2 separate regions of the Danio rerio genome follow, and region 2 is linked to region 1. The links are chromatin contacts, called in public Micro-C maps. All regions are on one chromosome and are shown on one strand. Each heading gives the region's core, a stretch centred on a gene start, on an enhancer-like site or on the middle of the called end of the contact. The rest is flanking DNA. Distances are from core to core; before and after follow the strand shown.

Region 1 (5,304 bases), core at 1,522-4,021:
AATAATTTTTTTAAGGTATTCTGTAATGTTTCAGCAATGTTAATGAATTTTTGTAAAGCACTTTGAATTATGTCAGATCTGTTGTATAAATAAACCTAATAATGTTTTAAACACAATTGTTTTATTTATTTATTTATTTATTTATTTTCACATCTTTATTTACCAATGAGAAGCGCAGCTTTGGAATATTAATTGGCTCGCGCTGACGTTGCGCTCCTGTCCTTCAATGGCAGAGCGGGAGCTCATGAATATTAATGAGCAATCCTTCGCCATAGTAGAGTTGATGAATTCAGCAGGGCTTCGTCAGAGAAAACGCCTTTGTGGAGACGAGAGAGACCTGCGCCGAATTCGGATCGGGTTTAAATGCTTTTCAGTGAATTAAAGCCTGTCTGAAGCAGCATCTGAGTTATTTATCATGATGTGCTGTCTCTACAGCTGCATCATCCTCAGCTGAAACTCAGATGTGGAAGATGTGCTTCAGACAGGGAACATGGCATTCCTGTGCATGCAGGTTATCTCAACACTCGGTGTCTCAAAATCTGAGAGGGGCTGAGTTATAAAAAATTAATGGCTTCAGAAGATGTAATTCATCTGGCTTTAAACAGGTCACGATTAAATTATAATAATAATTTTAGATGTAAAAAAAAATCCTGGCTGGGGCTATTTTATTTATTTAAATCATTTCACATTTCTATATATATATAAATGTAAACTAAATAGATAAAAATGAATGAAATAACACTAGGAAACTTAATGACTTACAAATATAATATGTTTTTAATTCAATTAAATCATATCAATGTACACTGTAAAAACAAATTCTGGTTAACTTCAATTGTTAAATGTATCAAATTAACTTTATGAGTTCATTGAACTTATAATGTTAAACAGACTTAAAAAGCTTGCGTAACTTATAAAATTAAGTTTAAACATGATTGACTTAGTTTAATAAGTTTAAATGACTCAAAAACATGCTGTCAGGACTAACTGATCATATGATTTTTCTATTATTATTAGTATATTTATTTAAGCATTTAAAGGGTCATGAAACCCCCTTGTTTCAGCAGGGTTTTTCCACACCTCTACTGTGGAAAATGTCAGGAAAGTAGGCGTGTCGGAGGAGCAAAAGAGGGATGGTCTGTAAAAATTTGCACAAAAATGGGAGAGTCGGTTTGGGAGAAAGACAGTGACTGTGTTTACATGGACATCAGTAATCGAGTCATTTGGCAAATGATTAAATGTTGGACTTTAACTGCAGTTTGGCTCTTTCATTCAGCAATTTCATTCATGCCCCTCGTGACAAATGAGATATTTGATTTGAGGAATTGCTGGAAACGTGTATTTTTCATGCAGTGTTGCTACCGCACGGCGAATGAGAGAAAAAACCCTCCACATTTCCCGGAAACTTATATTCACTCGGCAGGTAGCGGCAGAAAGCTGTGTGTGTTATCCCTTTAGGGAGGGGCCACCTTAGTGACAACACTGCAAAGAAGTTTGCATTTTGCTTCTAGACCAAATATATAAAAATTCAAAGAGTACAAGCAAAAAATACTGTCTTGCTCTCAACAATACTTAGTCAAAGATGGTGAGTTTTTAATTAAAACAAGTAAAATAATCTGCCAATGGGGGAAGTGAAATCATCTTGTTTTTGGTTTGAAATAACTTTATTTTTCTTACACCACTGGCCAATTCCTTTGCTTATTTTAAAGGAAAACTTAATTCAGGGTTTGTACAATCATGGAATATATTTTGGGAAAACAGATAAACCCACAAGGTTTTGGGAAAGTCATGGAAATGTAAACAAATATCTGTTTACTTGAATATATATTTAAATGCTAATATTGGGTAAATATAGATGCTTACAGTACCTATTTAACCTGTATGCAGTGTTTACTGATGATTAAATAGATTTTTATTAATAATGTGATGAACTATTTGTCGTGTTTCACATGTCATTAGTGCACTTTGTTCTATTTTCAGTCATTTACATCATCATTGTAATTTTTGTGTGTTAAAGGATGCTCAAGATGTTTGATGTGTTCAAAATGTGTGTTAGTTGTCTTTAACTATTTTCTGTTTGACAGAAATTAAAGTAAGTTTCTTTTGCAGTCAAATAATCTCACTCATCTCACTCAAATAACTCTCACTCACACACACACACACACACACACACTCATACACTACGGCCAGTGTAGTTGATCAGTTCCCCTATAGCGCATTTGTTTGGACTGTGGGGGAAACCGGAGCACCCGGAGGAAACCCATGCCAACACAGGGAGAACATGCAAACTCCACACAGAAACACCAACTGACCCAGCCGAGACTCAAACCAGAGACCTTCTTGCTGTGAGGCCACAGTGATAACCACTGAGCCACCGTGCCACCCATTTAAAAATCAATGTAAACTTAATAGATTGTCGCATGTTTTACAATATGCTATAAAAATTAAACGTACACTGATTTTCTTATTGTTTAACATGTATATGTAGACATGACATGAAACTTTGAAAGTCTTGGTAAAGTCACGAAGCCTGTTCATTTTGATAAAATTCTGTAAAACAAGACTACATTTTTTGCCTGACTAAAAGATGCTTTTATATATAAATACTAGAACTAAGACAAAACGTCTGTAAACACTACACCTCGTACTGTGTGCCATGTTGATTTCAGTAATGTTATCATATTGACGTGTTTTGATTCTGGTTTTGCGCGCTTTACCTCTGGACACGCCCACACGGCATTGCGTCACCACCTGCTGCTGTCAATCAAGTGGAGTTCAGCCGGAGCTGTTAACTTGCTTCAGTCAAACACCGGCGCCGTGAAATGATAAGATAAACCGTCAATAAATGCGTTAAATCTCCTCAGAAACACGGCGCTGACCTTCAGGATTCAAAAGCTGACCTGTGTGTCAACAGTCTGATCGAGTTTTGTGGTGTTTTAATTGACGCAGGAAAGTTTGCGAGTGAGTTTAGCGAGTTAGCGAGGTGTTGTTAGCAGCACATAAACAACTATAATAAGACTAAACCGCCGTGGAGAATAGTGTGAGATCAGCGCCGTTTACCGACAGAAACACGCAGAATAAAGTGTGAGATCAGCGCCGTTTACCGACAGAAACACGCAGAATAAAGTGTGAGATCAGCGCTGTTTACCGACAGAAACACGCAGAATAAAGTGTGAGATCAGCGCTGTTTACCGACAGAAACACGCAGAATGTGAGAGTTCAGCAAAGCCGCGAGTGCTGATTCTGCTGCGGTCAAAATCAACATGATCATCGGCATCTGGAGCCCAGCAGCTGCTGCCACACCAACCCTGCTGACGGAGAACACCACACCGAGCTGAGGCGAGTGTCTCTCTCTCTCTCTCTCTCTCTCTCTCTCTCTCTCTCTCTCTCTCTCTCTCTCTCTCTCTCTCTCTCTCTCTCTCTCTCTCTCTCTCTCTCTCTGTGTGTGTGTGTGTGTGTGTGTTAGAGCCATACCTGTCAACATTCATTCATTCATTCATTCATTTTCTTTTCAGCTTAGTCCCTTTATTAATCTGGGGTCGCCACAGCGGAATGAACCGCCTCTGTCAACATTGGGATGTGAAAATAAGGGATTTTCCCTTTTCATTTTTATTTAACTAACATTCATTTATCAGTAGGAAGCTACGGTACAGATTATTGAGCTGAAGCTTGACTACAAAATAAATCGCAAATCAAATCGAAATTGCGATATCTCAAAAAAAATCGCAATTAGATATTTTCCCCAGATCGCACAGCCCTAAACAACCTTCACTTTTTGGGACACATTATCAACCTGTGTGCTAGTTATGTTGCAGAGCATCAGATCTGTGTCTGATTTAATAGCACATATGAAGGTGGCACACATCTGAATCGAAAAGATCAGACTCCACGTGGTTCGTCATGACAAATGCAGGGTTAGTTGGTGTTTCTATGTGGAGTTTGCATGTTCTCCCCATGTTGACGTGGGTTTCCTCCGGGTGCTCCTGTTTCCCCCACAGTCCAAACACATGCAGTACAGGGGAATTGGGTAGGCTAAATTGTCCGTAGTGTATGTGTGCGAATGAGTGTGTATGAGTGTTTCCCAGTGATGGGTTGCAGCTGGAAGGGCATCCGCTGCGTAGAACATATGCTGGATAAGTTGGCGGTTCATTCTGCTGTGGCGACCCCTGATTAATAAAGGGACTAAGCCGAAAAGAAAACGAATGAATGATATGCACTATCCTATTGCACAGCTCTAGTGTGTGTGTGATGTATGAGTACAGGTGTGTGTGTAATGTCATAGGTATGACACAGGTGTTATTATAGGGTGAATTATGAGGACGTTGCTGATATGAGTTTTTTTTTCATCAAATAAATCTGCACACTGTTTAGTGTTGGGTTGTGCGAGAGAAATATGTGTGTATAATTAGGGATGCAATCATTAACCGATTTCACTTTTAACCACACTATAATTCGTCACAGTTAATTAATCATGAAGCTTCTCAACACTGTGTTTCTGCATGGAACAAAACTGCTGCAACTTAAAGTGATGCCAACTGAGTGCTAGTTTGAAGTTCTGAGCTTGTTCTGTACACCATGCACACTGGATTAACTGTGGCTGAGGCTATTAACTAAGGGCCCGTCACATATCGCGTCTTTTGCACGTGCAAGTTCGTTATTTCCAATGGAGGCGCATTGCTTGCATATATGGAACGACGGACTCGTGCTTTCTAGACGCACATACTAGTTGAAAGAATCCCGCGAGCGCCCTACACTGAGAAGAACAATACAAAATGAAAAATGCAAAATGAAAAATACCAAACAATTATGTTAAATAGTTGATCAAAAGTTGAAAACATTTGTAATGTAACTTAGATTTACATTAAACAAATACTATGTATTTATTTATTCATTTATTTATAGATTTTTAATTTTAGTTATTTATTTTATTTATGTATTTTATTTATTTATTATTATTATTTATTTAAAAAATATATTTATTTATTTTAAATTAATTTCTTTAAAAACTATTTATATATTGTCATTTTTTTTATTTATTTACATTTAGTTTTCTAGTTTATTTAAATTTATTAAAATTTATATTCATTTATTTAAATTTTATTTATTGTAATTTATTTTATTTATTTAAAGTTAATTTATTTTTATTTATTTTACATTTATTTTTATTTATTTATTTATTGATTTACATAATTTTTTTTATTCATTGACATTTATTTTCAGTGTAAGATTATAACTTATGTTTAAATGCCAAAACTTAAAAAAAAAAAAATTTAAGTCCGAAGTGAATTGGACTATTGTTTGTTT
Region 2 (5,304 bases), core at 1,079-3,578, 150 kb before region 1:
GGACAGGAATCACAGGACTGATTTCTCTAATCCATATAGACTAGAGAAAATACAGTAGTGACTGCAGGTTGAAGGACAGCAGTGGAGTAAAAGTACAGATTCTGCAGTAAACATGTGCTCAAGGGTAGATAAAAGTGCACATTTTTTAAATTTCTGAGCAAAACTACTCAATTACAGTCATTTGAGTATTTGCAAATAGTTACTTTACACCACAGCTCTTCACAACACTTAAAGGCGTTTAGGGACTGTAGACAGCGAGTGATGAAGTGTTTCAGGAGTTATTCAGTCCCATTCTACCTGCAAACAAGTCTTAAGGTGAGCAACAGTACAGGCTCTTCATTGTGGCATTTTGCACTTTAAATTGCACCGCACATTCTCTATTGGAGACAGGTCGGGACTGCAGGCAGGCCAGTCCAGCATCTGTCTCCTCTTCCTCCGCAGCATGACTCTGTAATGTGAGTTGAATGTGGTTCTGCATTGTCTTGTTGAACTCTGCATGGGCGTCCCTGGAGCAGAAGGCAGCATATTGAGCTCCAGAATCTCCCTGTGCTGTTCAGCATTAATGGAGCATCAGAGCAGGATCAGGCTACCTTTGCCAAGACACAAGGCACTGACACAACCCTAGAGCCTGGCTTCTGGACGTGTTGCTGGTGACAGTCTGGATGATCCTCTTCTTCTTTGGTCTGGAGCAGACGGCGTCCATTTCTCCCAGAAACACCTGAAACACTGCTTCATCACAGCACAGTACACATCTCCACTGTGTGATGGTCCATCCCAGATGCCTCTGAGCCCAGAAAAGTGGACGGTGCTTTAGGACACCGTTAACATAGGGCTTCCTTTTGGCACAGTGCAGTTTTAACTGGCGTTTGTGGATGTGACTCTGTATTGTGGTGCTTGACAAAGGTTTCCCGCAGTAGTGCTGAGCCCATGTGCTGATCTGGCTTATAGATGAATGAGGACTCTTGATGCAGCGCCCCCTGAGGGGTCGGAGGTCACGGTTGTTCAGCTTAGGCTTGCGCTCGTGTCCTTTACGCACTGAAACTCCTCCAGATTCCTTCAATCTTTAATGATGTTCTGCACTGTTGAAGGTGAAATATCCACATGTCTTCCTCTCTTGCTCTGAGGAGCATTGTGTTTGAACATCTCAGTCATTTTCTCTCGTATTTGTTGGTGATCCTCGGCCCATCTCTGCTCCTGACAAAACATCCAATATTTTGTGTTCATATAGTCTGCAGTGAAACTCAAGTCAGAGTACATCTGGAAATCACTGCTTTCTTTTATCTGTGCTTTCCATACTGACCCAACTTTAGGCAGGGCTAGAAATTGCGTCCATTTTGGTCGCATATGCACCCTTAAAATATATTTGGGAGCATTTCTGCGAGTGCTTAAAATTGTTGTGTGCGACCCGTTTTTACTGCAAAATGTTCACCACATTCTGCGACATTCACGCAGATTGCATCTCTAAGCTCTTTGTCTGCACTTGAAAGGCGAAACGCAGCGCTCAGGAATGGTTTAAAACAGTTGCCATGTCAACCTGCTGCAGTAAACAAATCCAAGACCGTAATGCTTGTCCCGCCTTCACGCTCTTCTTATTGGCCCATTGCTCTAGCACTGAATCATCAGCTGTCAATCACTCAGTCAATGCCTTCTGGCTTGGGATGACAGAGAGAGCTGCTACTGCGAAAAACTGTAAAGCGCTGACGATGAGAATGAAGATACCACTGACAGATTTAGTTTTAGAAACCATCTAGTCACAAATAATGACACAACGTACTGGTGATCATGTGCTGAATGTTAATCCACCATCTACACTTTTCCAGGAGTAGAAGACTTCCATTGGCTTCAAGTCCGCTGTGAAAAGTCTGTGGGATGGAGTTTTCAGGTAACTGTTTGCCACATCTAGCACGAGAGCTTCTGTTTATTCCTTCATATAAATCGCCAGATGCTGTCCGCCGTGCAAGTGGCAGCTATATGTAAAATTAAACACCATCTACACCATCACAAACGGCCTTACACTGAGTAAACTAACATCGCTACTCATGAAAAGTATTGCTATTAACATGACGTATGCATATAATAAGGTACAGTATATGTCAAAAGCATCAGTGCAATATCAGACAGCACCCGTGAGAACAGCACAGTTATACCCTTAACAGATTCATTCATGTCCAGCAGTGTGTGCAGGGCCGGTGAGCGCTCCGTGTATGCTTTGGTCACTCAGTTATGTTATAAAAATCTTTTTTCTTGTGATAACGGGATTTCGTTGAGACATATTTTCCTCACGCTTGCATATATATATATATTTTTTTTTTTTTTTTTTTGCTTGTTAGTTTGATTACTGTTGGTTTCAAATGCAATAAATATGTTTGTATAAAACTTGTAGTAACGGTGCTCATAATTGGTGGGTGCGACTAAATTTTGCCTGATGCGCCTACATTTTTAAAGTTAGAAGCACCGGTGCTACCAAGCAAAAAGGTTAATTTCGAGCCCTGTTTAGAGATTAGTATAAACATAGAAACAGCTGAATCTCCTCTCCTTATGCTTTGTTTTCTCCGTCATCTGTGTTGTGGGAAACACACTCCGCCTCCTCCTTCTCATCCACACACACACACACACACACACAGACACGACACACAGGTGATGGTGATGGAGCAGATACAGGTGAATCTCCTCTCTCTGCGCCTCTTCATCTCCATCATTGGTGTTGTGGGAAACACACTGCTCCTGGTCTCCATCCTGCACACACACACACACCTGAAGTCGTTCGAGCTGTTCCTGCTGGCTCTGTGCTCCGCCAACCTGCAGCAGCTGGTGATGGTGGATGTGTATGATGTTCTGCTGCTGTGTTCTCCGTCCTGCATCGGTGTGTGTTCCTGCCGCGCGCTGCGCTTCCTGACGGTGTTCGGGGAGGTCTGCAGCGTGCTCTTCACCGCACTCATCAGCATCTACCGTCACCAGAAGCTCCACGACGTGTTCTCGCATGTGAACGTGCCCGTGCTGCTGGACAGCCTGCGCTGGGCGGTGTGTATGTGTGTGCTGTGTGTGTGTGTGGCGCTCGCCTTCGGTCTGCCCACGCTCCTGGTTAACACACACTGGAGTGTCTCCAACTCTTCGCTCGAGCGCTGCCCGGTGGACTTCTTCCAGTGCCCGTCCTCCTCCCCGTGTCTCACACACATCTACAAGTACGTGTTCCTGCTGGTGTGTGTGGTGCTGCCGCTGCTGGTCGTCACGGTGACGAGTGTGCTGATGGTGCGGGTCCTGCTGGCGCAGCAGCGCGCCGTGCGGGTTCGAGAGGCGGAGGAGCCCCACCCTCATCACCACCACTCCTCTCTCCTGCGCAGCACGCTGGCCATCCTGGCGGCCATGTTGCTCTTCCTGCTGGACTGGAGTGTGTATCTGCTCCTGCATTTGGCCTTTGACCCCTACAGCTTCCCTCTGTGGGCGGAGGTGGAGTTCTTCATCACCACCATTTACACCGCACTCAGCCCGTACGTCTACGGCATCGGCAACGACCTCTTCAGCATAAAGCGCTTATACTGCTGAGGATTATTAGAGGAGCACACACACACACACACACACACACACACACACACACACACACACACACACACGCACACACACGCACACAGAAGATGATGATGGAGCAGAGACACCTGAATCTTCTCTCCTCACGCTTTGTTTTCTCCTCATCATCCACTCACAAACACACACAGACACACACTCCTCCTCCTCATCACACACACTGATGATGATGATGATGATGATGATGGAGCAGACACATCTGGATCTTCGCCCTCTTCAGTGTAAAGCTCTTGTAGTGCGGAGGATTATTACAGGGGTGTGTTTACATTACATTTGTCTTGAAATCTAAATGTTCTGTGTTTGTTTTGCTAGCTCACATTGTCATACTTAAAGTCATCATGAAACAGAAGTTAAGATGGTGTTTGTCCTCTGTTGTGGGATGCATTCACTCTAAACAGTCCTGACATGAGAAATAATGTTTGTCTTTGGGAACCGAGCGACTGGATTGTTGGAAAATTACTAACAAAATGAAGGAAGATTGACGAGTAGATGAAGGCAGAGCAGAAACGAGGTACCCGCTGATTGCTCCATCCTAAAGTACAGAGAGCCCTAAACTAACGTATTGCTAGCTCCACCCTAAATAACTGATAGCCCCACCCTAACTGACTGATAGCCCTGCCTTAAATGACTGATAGCTCCACCCTAAACGACTGATAGCTCCACCCTAAACGACTGATAGCTCAACGCTCAAGGATTAATAGCTCCGCCCTAAAGAACTGATAGCTCCACCCTAAAGGGTTAATAGCTCTGCCCCTAAAGGACTGATAGCCCCGCCCTAAAAGATTAATAGCTCCATTCCAGAAGGACTGATAGCTCCAACCTAAATGACTGATAGCTCCGCCCTAAAGGACTGATAGCTCCACCCTAAAGGACTGATAGCTCCACCCTAAAGGACTGATAGCTCCACCCTAAAGGATTATTAGCTCTGCCCCTAGAGGACTGATAGCTCCACCCTAAAAGATTAATAGCTCCGCCCCAAAAGGACTGATAGTTCCACCCTAAATGACTGATAGCTCCGCCCTAAAGGACTGATAGCTCCACCCTAAAGGATTAATAGCTCTGCCCTAAAGGACTGATAGCTCCACCCTAAAGGATTATTAGCTCTGCCCCTAGAGGACTGATAGCTCCACCCTAAAAGATTAATAGCTCCGCCCCAAAAGGACTGATAGTTCCACCCTAAATGACTGATAGCTCCGCCCTAAAGGACTGATAGCTCCACCCTAAATGACTGATAGCTCCACCCTAAATGAATAATAGCGCCGCTCTAAAGGACTGATAGCCCTGTCCTAACGGACTGATAGCTCCGCCCCAAATTAGTGATAGCCCCACCCTAAATGCCTGATAGCCGCGCCCTAAATGACTGATAGCCACACCCTTAATGACTGATAGCCACGCCCCAAATTAGTGATAGCCCCACCCTAAATGCCGGATAGTCACGCCCTAAATGACAGATAGCTCCACCCTAAATGAATAATAGCGCCGCTCTAAAGGACTGATAGCCCTGTCCTAACGGACGGATAGCTCCGCCCCAAATTAGTGATAGCCTCACCCTAAATGCCTGATAGCCGCGCCCTAAATGACTGATAGCCACACCCTTAATGACTGATAGCCACGCCCCAAATTAGTGATAGCCCCACCCTAAATGCCTGATAGTCACGCCCTAAATGACAGATAGCTACGCCCTTAATGACTGATTGCTCCACCCTAAACGACTGATAGCTT

What was found. Hi-C and Micro-C count contacts between places; a contact is called where the count stands out from the background.
Region 2: a contact with region 1 is called in a Micro-C map of caudal fin, with 5 times the contacts expected there. The contact joins the promoter of ora6 here to the promoter of entpd5b in region 1. A contact is called at or near these places in 3 of 18 Hi-C or Micro-C datasets (caudal fin, embryo and hematopoietic stem cells).

The regions. Positions count from the first base shown.
Region 1 is chr20:58,251,054-58,256,357 of GRCz12tu, reverse strand. entpd5b (ectonucleoside triphosphate diphosphohydrolase 5b) reads left to right here and starts at 2,771. Exons shown (of 14, transcript XM_002665820.7): 1 at 2,771-3,339.
Region 2 is chr20:58,397,436-58,402,739 of GRCz12tu, reverse strand. ora6 (olfactory receptor class A related 6) reads left to right here and starts at 2,328. Exons shown (of 1, transcript XM_003200787.4): 1 at 2,328-3,624. The coding sequence starts at 2,539. The coding sequence ends at 3,543. The region is part of intron 1 of LOC100331694 (bromo adjacent homology domain-containing 1 protein); the gene reads left to right.